2 separate regions of the Mus musculus genome follow, and region 2 is linked to region 1. A link is a contact called in public Hi-C data. All regions are on one chromosome and are shown on one strand. Each heading gives the region's core, a stretch centred on a gene start, on an enhancer-like site or on the middle of the called end of the contact. The rest is flanking DNA. Distances are from core to core; before and after follow the strand shown. Region 1 overlaps Lcmt1 (leucine carboxyl methyltransferase 1). Region 2 holds the start of Zkscan2 (zinc finger with KRAB and SCAN domains 2).

The links. A called contact is a pair of places that touch in the nucleus more often than the background predicts.
Region 2: a Hi-C map of uterus shows a contact between it and region 1, with 5 times the contacts expected there. The contact joins the promoter of Zkscan2 here to the enhancer-like site in region 1. A contact is called at or near these places in 2 of 39 promoter capture datasets (both in liver), 4 of 484 Hi-C or Micro-C datasets (the G1E-ER4 cell line, liver, rod photoreceptor and 1 more) and 2 of 9 other capture datasets (adipose tissue and macrophages).

The regions. Positions count from the first base shown.
Region 1 is chr7:123,395,847-123,399,981 of GRCm38.p6, forward strand. All of the region lies in intron 1 of Lcmt1 (leucine carboxyl methyltransferase 1), which reads left to right. Among named protein-coding and RNA genes, the nearest start is that of Lcmt1, 20 kb to the left of the region's middle. Within about 2 kb of position 1,750, at least 43 of the 459 cell types and tissues checked have an H3K27ac peak or open chromatin away from gene starts, as enhancers often do. A contact at or near this core is called in macrophages and uterus, where this site is marked.
Region 2 is chr7:123,498,930-123,502,994 of GRCm38.p6, forward strand. Zkscan2 (zinc finger with KRAB and SCAN domains 2) reads right to left here and starts at 1,697. Exons shown (of 7, transcript NM_001081329.2): 1 at 640-1,697. The coding sequence starts at 1,038.

The sequences.
Region 1 (4,135 bases), core at 500-2,999:
CATATATCTACATGCAGGAAAATAAAACACTGGAATATCATTTGTGATAGGGCAAAAGATAAACTATTCATGATAGGAATAAATCTAATGAGAGATATGAAACCTCTCCACACAGAAACCTGCTTTGCTTCTTGAGATTAAAGGTTTAATTGGAGATGTACTTTCTCACATTGGTGGTTGTAATCTCCCCTCCCCCAGCCTGAAACCTGCTTGCTCAGGGATGGAGCTTCCCGCTCAATCTTTCTGTCACGCCTACTGCTAGAACCTGCTGCTTTGCTGTTCCGAAGCCATCACGTGATCACCCTGCTACTGGATCCCAAGATTATTTGGCGGGAATTGGGCCCCTCCCCCTTCCTTTATAACTGAATGCCGAAATAGTAAAAATTGAACCTTGAGCAGAGAGCTTTGTCTTGGTTCCTTCCTTATCTCGCGCAGCCCAGCCCCTCTTCTCTTCCAGGTTTCCAAAATGCCTTTCCAGGCTAAAACCCATGTTGTGATCTACTGGCCAGACACAACAGGTGGTAGGGCATTGCTAAGACATCTGAGCCAAGTATGGGGTTGTGCACACCTGTAATCACAGCATGTCTGAAGCGGAGGCAGAAGGATTAAGAGTTTAAAAGGCCATTTATAGCTATATAGTGAGTTTATAGTGGGTCCCTGCCTCAGAAACAGGATAAAACAAAAAATGGATTTCTGTTCTATTCAAGTTGATATATAGAGTCATTTCACTCTGGTCTAAATTCAGTCCATCTTTTTTCTTTTTTCTTTTTTTTAAGAAATAACAGGCTTATTCTGAAATATATATGGAAATATAAAGGATCTGGGAAAAAAAGATTCAAAGTGTTTTGAAAAGGTCAAAATTGGTACTTCACACTAACCTTAGTTATAAAGCTTCCTGTAAAAGTGCAGTGAACAGTGGCATAGAGGGAGATGAGGCCATCAGACGGGAGCCAGGCGGGCAGCAGAGAGATGGACACTGGTGCTCTTTATCCAGTTTAAAATTCCAGCCACAGAATTGTGCTGCCTACACATCAGTTAACCCAGGCTAGAAACTCCCTTACAGAGAGAGTTGCTTCAGTGTTGATCCGATCAAATTGACAATGGAGATAGACCGTCATGGCGTCCATGAGTACTGACTCATGGTTTGGTAAGTTGGAGACATTGGACCAAGGGACCTTTCTGGGTGAGCTCTTGCCGTTGCACCCTGCTGTGAGTGTTGGTACCGTTTCTCAGTGTTCAGTGACTGCTCCCTGCTGTGAGTGTTGGAACCATTTCTCAGTGTTCAGTGACTGCTTTCAACAGTGCATGGACTCCTTTTCCATTGCTGTGGCCAGATTGCCTACTGTAGATAACTTAAGGGAGAAAAGATCTCTTCTGGCTCCTAGTGTTAGGAGGATCCATTCAGTCCATTGTTTCTTTGCTCCAGAAGCCTGAGCAGAAACATCCTGGTGGCAGGAGCCTGTGGTGGAGGAGAAATGCTCTGGCCCTGGCAGACCAGGAAGCAGAGAGGGGAACACAGGTGCTCACATAGCTCTTCCTTTCCCTCCTCTAATTCTGTCCAGGCCCCCAGCCAGAGGCGTGGCGTCTCCCACATTTGGGGTGGGACTCCTGAGGTGTGTCGTTTCTTGCATGCTTCAACAAGTTAGGTCAGCAGATCCACTCAGACCTCAGTAAATGCTTAGTTAGGGGCAGCCTGTGACCCGGAAGAAGCTGCTTCTGCTTTCCATTCATAAAGCAAGAAGAAACGCTCAGGCCATGGACAGTAAAAGGGAAACTGAAAGACGTGAAAGGGCGGCAATAAAATTACAATTGGAGGTAGTAAGAGGCTTTGGAGACCACAAGCAGTTCACACCCAGGCTGGAAGCTTGGTACTGAGAACGGTCTTTGCAGTCAAATCTATGTGTTATGTACACACACACACACACACACACACACACACACACACAAATCTATGTGTTACGTACATACACACACACACACACACACACACACACAGAGAGAGAGAGAGAGAGAGAAGAACCAGCAAGCAGAGTTGGTGCTTAGCATCATGGGTGGTGTGGTGGTATTAACTGCTGCTAATACCATTTCAAGCGATTGGTATCTAGTGGGGCATCTTGGGTACCTGTGGATTAGTTCCTAACAAAGTTGGGACATCTTGCACATGGAATTGTCTTTGTGCCCGTTCTTGGTTATTAGGATGAAGTGGGATTGTCAGCTCCTCGCATATGCACGTATCCCATGCTTTATATTCCTGTTGGCGCCGCACCTGTGGCACTGGTGTGCCTGCCACCACCTGGCAGCCATGCTTGAGCGCTGGCTGCTTCCTCGTCCTCCAAATCCAAGCTCTGCTCAGAAATAGATTTGGTGCCAGTTTGAAAAGAAAAATGGTGCTTTATTTGAGCTCTTCTTTTGCCTTTAAGAATTGTTAAGGCTGAGCTTTTATGTTTATTAGTTAGTTTTTATTTCTTTTGTGAATTGTCCCCCAAATATGTGTTTTCATCCATTTTTACCTCTAGGAATTTCTTCCTACTTTTTGAGAGTTCTTTATTTTGTGATAATATAAGTGCTTTGTAATGAATGGGCTTCTGGTATTTCTCCTGGGTGACTCCTTGCCTTTTAGGTTTACCCGATAGTCAGGCTTAAGTGTCTCTAGTGAGGAAGGCAACCGTTCAATTCTGTGACACGTATTTTTCTCCTGTGGCATCAGATACCGTTTATCCTTTGTGAGTGTCATGGAGTCTGTCAGTAAGGGTTGCTATCACCTGTGCAGTTAGATACAGTAGGCGTTTGTTGGCAAGGCTGGGCAGTTGCCCTCCCAACCCCACACACCCAGGGCTATAGAACGTAGACCTGAATTGCTGTTTGAAACTGTTGTTTGATGCCTTCTGGTCCAAGTCAGATGAAAGAAACTTCAGAGAGTAGAGTGGCATTTTGTTTTCTTCTTTAAAAGGACCTACCCCAAGTCATGGGTTCTGGGCCTTGGAGACCGGTTGGCATTCTTTGTGTTGGTGCACCAGTTTGCTTAGTTAATCCCAAGTGGATGGCTGTGAACCCCAGATTCCGATGCTCATCTTCCTTCAAGTAGTCTTCTTTTCCTTCCTCCCTACTGGGGATGAAAAAGCCCCAGTGAGCTGGCGCCTGTCAAATGGTGAGGACCTGAGTTTAGCCACTCTGTTGAGAACACGCCCTCCCCCTTCCCTCTAAGGATTGATTGGAAAGAACTGTTCTTCAGCTGAAGATACGCCTTTGCCACTAGATGGCACTGCACGATTTCCTGAAAACTCAGATCTCTACAGCGAGGACTCTTAACACACATTCCCAAACTTCTTCATGCTTCCTATTTGTAATACATGGTATTTTCTATTTTGAGCTCTTTTTTTTTTATATTTAAAAAAATGAAGATTTGCACACTGTTCAAATTAAATTTGATAGTAGCAAGTCACATATCATTGAAAACTATACTGTTATAATTTTTTGTTTGTTTGTTTTTATTTATTTTGTGGTATTGGGATTGAATGTAGTGCCTTAGGTAAGAATGGTTCCGCTGAGCTGTTTTGCTTTGTTTTATGTTTGGCTTTTGGGTACAGGATTTCACTACATAGCCCTGGCTCACTCTAGAGATCAGCTTGGCCTCGAGCCCTCAGAGGTCCATCTGCCTTCCCTCCCAAATGCTGGCATTAAAGGTGTGTGCCGCCCTGACTGGGTCTACCTCTGAGCTATAGGCACTGTTTAGGGACTAAGGAAACTAACTGTGATCAAACTATAAGTGTGCCGTTTGCTTTGGACTATAGAGATACATGTAGCAAGGCCTGGCAAATCTGTATTTTACATGCTGCATTGACAACCTCATTTACATGCTTGCTCATGGTATCCACACATGTGCAGGCATCAGAGAGACAAGCTTGTACAGACAATGGTACCCACAATAGCAAGTAGAGTCAGCCTTGTTACTTAGTGTGGTAGCACATATCCGTAACCTCAGCCCTTGGGAGGGTGGGGCAGGGCGGATTCAGGCGCTGAGACCAGCCAGGATATGAAGTGAGACCTTGTCTCAAAACCAACACCAAATAAGAAAACGAGATCTTATTGGTAGATATAAAGAAAAGATGTAATGTCTGCTTCTAGGAGCTTCAAC
Region 2 (4,065 bases), core at 447-2,946, 100 kb after region 1:
TTTATTTGTGTATTTTTTTGAGGGGTCATTACTACAAAGTCCTCTTATATATCAGGTGCACAGAGAACTAATCAGAACACTAGTGAAGTGAAGAATCACAAAATCAACTCCTGAGCACACCCTGTGCAAGGTGAGACTGTAAACCTGTCAGACACTGAGGACTTCACACGGTTAACAAGAGGGCGCTGAGAATAACTACAGACCGGCAAGCAGGGACATAGAAAAATGATGATCTGGCCGTTAAACTGGATGAGCGCGGAGGAGCACGGCACAGAGAGTATTTCACAGGACACCTGCTGGAATGGTAAGGGTTAGGGAGGGCTCTGGAGATCCATGAGATCTCCCTCTCCCACCAAACCCTGTGAGGCATTAGCTATTTAATACTGTCTCTATCGTTTTGGTAGAAACATTATACTGAGGATTAGAACAAACAAACCATACTTTTAGTTTAATTTGCAAGATCATAGTTCAACCAAAATTCTCTCCTCCATTTAGTATGAATTTCAAATCTGCTTTTTGGGGAATTTGGTTTCCGGATCTTTTAAAAGTCCCATTTATTTCTATAATGAGCTCTTCTTCCAGAAATGTAGCCCTGCCCACCTGCCTTTCCCACCACATCCCTTTAAAATCCTCGCTCACCTGCTTTCGAAGTCTTCTGGTCTCTTTCTCCAAATGCACTACTAGGGCCACCGCCTCCTCTCCGCTTTCTGGACATTGCTTCTGCGCCCAGGTCTGAATCTTCTCAGGCAGAATGGTGAGAAACTGTTCGATTACCAGCTGCTCGAGGATCTGTTCCTTGGAACGCATTTCTGGCTTCAGCCACCGACAGCAGAGTTCCCAGAGTTTACTGAAAGCTTCATGGGGTCCTGTCACATCCTCATAACAGAACTGCCTGAAGCATTTACGGAAGGACTCACATTCAGTGCTGCCTGATCTTTCCAGAATGGGCTCCGATACCCACTCGGAGTCCTTTTCCACTTTCATTATGAGGCACTCCTCAACTTCCACGTCGATCTGAGGGTTCATGACAGTAGCCATGATCCAATGGGGCCAACAGGTCTAGCTCCAAGTCAGGGCCCAGAGAAGCTTCCGAGTGCCCTCCACTTAATGCCCTTGGAAATATGGGACCGTAGAGACATAAAAGACAGCAGTTAGCTGGGACAAGGAACTCCAGGCTGATTAATCAAATTTGTACAAGGCTCTTGAAAGGGTGAATGTGCACCCACCCCAAAGTCTGCAAACCCGGCCTCTTATCCAATCAAGATGCGCCCCCTCCCATGAGGTTCTTTAAGGTGCAAGGTCGGAAAGACCTTAGGTTAGAAGCTAGGCTGGAAGGGGACCCAGGGGACTGATGCTGGGCGGAGGCGCCGATCGGGAGGGGGTGTGTCCGCGAGGCGCGGCCAGCCCTGGGGTCCTGGTCCAGGTCCAGGCCGCTGCAGGTGCCCACCAGGGGCGCGAGCGCAGGAATGTCCGGACTCGCAGCGGCGCCTGCAGCGCTCGGGGTTCCTCCGCACGAGGATGCCGAGAACCTCGGCCAGAGGGGAAGAAGCTGCGGGATGAGGCTAGGCCTCGCGGGGGGCGGCGAACGGCTGGCGCGCTGCCCTGTCAGCTCCGCCAGCGCAGAGCGCGGGGGGCGCTGGGAGCCGCGGCCACGCATGCGCCGCTCGCGACCGGGGTCCGTGCGAGGCTTCCTCGCGGGCAAGGAGGGGGGCGGGAAGGCATGCGTGGAGGAATCTCGCGAGAGCGCGCAGCACCGCGACTTGCCGCCGAGGGACTTTAGGAATGAGGGTGAAGGGAAATTCTGGGCGGAGGGACACGCTGAGGTCTGATCCTATTCCTCCAGAGATTGTGAAGCAGGACGCGAGCTAGCGTCCTGCCTCAGGCCAGGCAGACGTTGCGGGAGGCTGGAGTAATTTCTTTAGTGGAAGGGGTGCGCGCGTGTGTGTTGGGGTTGCGGGTGGAGGGACTTCTTTGTGACAACTGGCGGAGGGATTACAGTCAGCATCTGGCTGTGCATGGATTGCTACTGTCTGGGAGCCTTGGTTGGAGCCAGGACTCCTGAGGAAGGATGTGTGGCTAGCTCTGTTCAAATGTATGGTCAGGAGAAGGCTTATTTTCATTTTGGGGAATCTCTTAATTACCCAAGGCTCTGAGGTCTGAGTAGCCAACGGGCTATCTGGGACCTAATAGGACCGGGCCTAGATTCCCCTACTGCTGCAAAACTTCATAGCTAGATGTCTCAGAGCCTGCTGGCTCATAAATGTCTGTCCTGTAAGTGCCTACTTTGTGACAATGTTTTAGGCTCTTGGCATCGTTAGTGGGCAGCACAACTCTTATTCTCAGAGGCAGGTAGCTTATTAGAAAACAGACCAATGACTTATTTCTCAAAGGTTTTGCCATGATTTGGCTAGTTCTAGCATCGAAGCGGCATAGAGAATACCATAAGGATAAATGGCACGGCATAAACTGAAGGAAGGTCAGAACGGAATAATCCGCGGGTGCATCTAGTTAGTATCTGCCACGGGAGAGATGGAGCCAATACACAGCCTGTTTTAATTGCATTTAAAGATAGTATTATTGAGTACTGGTTTCTTACCAGACATGGTGGTAGGTGATAAGCAAAACAAGATCTCCTATCATTAGTAGTTACAAATAAAGTTCTGTATACCTGGGGTGAATCCTTCCAAGAAGAGAAACACATTCAAGATTTGGTTTAGGTAAGAGGTCTGGGTGAATTTCTTGGAAGAAGTAGTACTAAGGATGAGATCCAAAAGACAGACCTCTAGTGGGGATTGAGCAAAGACTGGCCTTCACAAGAATCCCATAGAGAGGATGAGGTTGTCTCTATTTTAGAGTTTAGGGCGCTGAGACCTCAGTAAGGGTGGTGCAAGCGCTAAAGGTGATGGGGAGTCATGGGATGAGAATAGGGTCTTTTATGTACATGGCCCTCTTGTTGGTATTAAGCCAGGTGCACATCTCAGCAGCTCAAGGTCACAAACTTGAAGGCTTGTTGGACTTAGGGAGATTTACCATGAACTGTGTGAAGGAGAGTATAAGATAAGAAGGAGCTGGGTGTGATGGCACATGCTTGTAATCCTAGAACTTTGGAGGTGGTGGAGGCAGCAGGATCAAGAGTTCAGGGTTGTTCTTCACTACAAAGCAAGTTTTGAGGCCAACCTGGGCACACGAGGCCCTGTCTTAAAAAGGTTGCTAGTTAACTATTATGTTTACTTGAGCACCAGTGTTTGTGTCTTGAGAGCAGAAGAGCACATTTGTCAGCAGAGAAGTGAATCCACACACAGGTCAATAAATGCAAGCTGGAGACATCAGAGAGTGGTAATTTTCTTAAGACTCACTAGGGAATGGTAGGTTCTATTTCTCCTTGTAGGTGCAGCCATTAGTCTAGTCTCTTGCTGCTAGACTGGGAAAATGGATCAAGACTTACCAGATCAGGCTAATTAAAGGAGGCTGGCTAGCAGTGGTATAATCACACTTTGGAATAACTGGGAAACACATCCATTCTACACACTAGGATGTTAGCTTAATGAAATATGAAATAGGATGTAAAATAATTTTTGAGATAATCTGGCTCTGTAGCCAGCTGGCCTTGGCTTGTAATCTTTCTGCCTCTACTACTGGAATTCTGGGGTTATAGGTACCCGTAACCATGCCTGCTTGGAAGTGCTCCTCCCTTTTGTCTCGGGCTTGGTACAGGAGTTTGTCAAGGGAGGTACGTGGCAAATTTCCATTTGTTCCTGGTCTAGAAATTGCTCTCTTAAGATCTTGCTTCAGAAGGAAACCATTATTCTTAGATATCTGTACTTCTCTGTCACTTAGACAGAGTAAGACAAAAATCTCAACTTTGCTGTGAGAAGTTGCAGCCTGTCTTCTTTAAAGTTCTACCTGGAGCTGAAGACATTTGGACTCACTTTTATTATCTGCTAGGGGTGGGGATTGTTAGATGTTTTGGTCTTTCAGAAGTACACAATTATATCTTAGTGGAAAATTTCAAATATCTACAAAAGAATTAGCTCATGTTCCTGTCTCCCAGCTTTAACTGTTAAC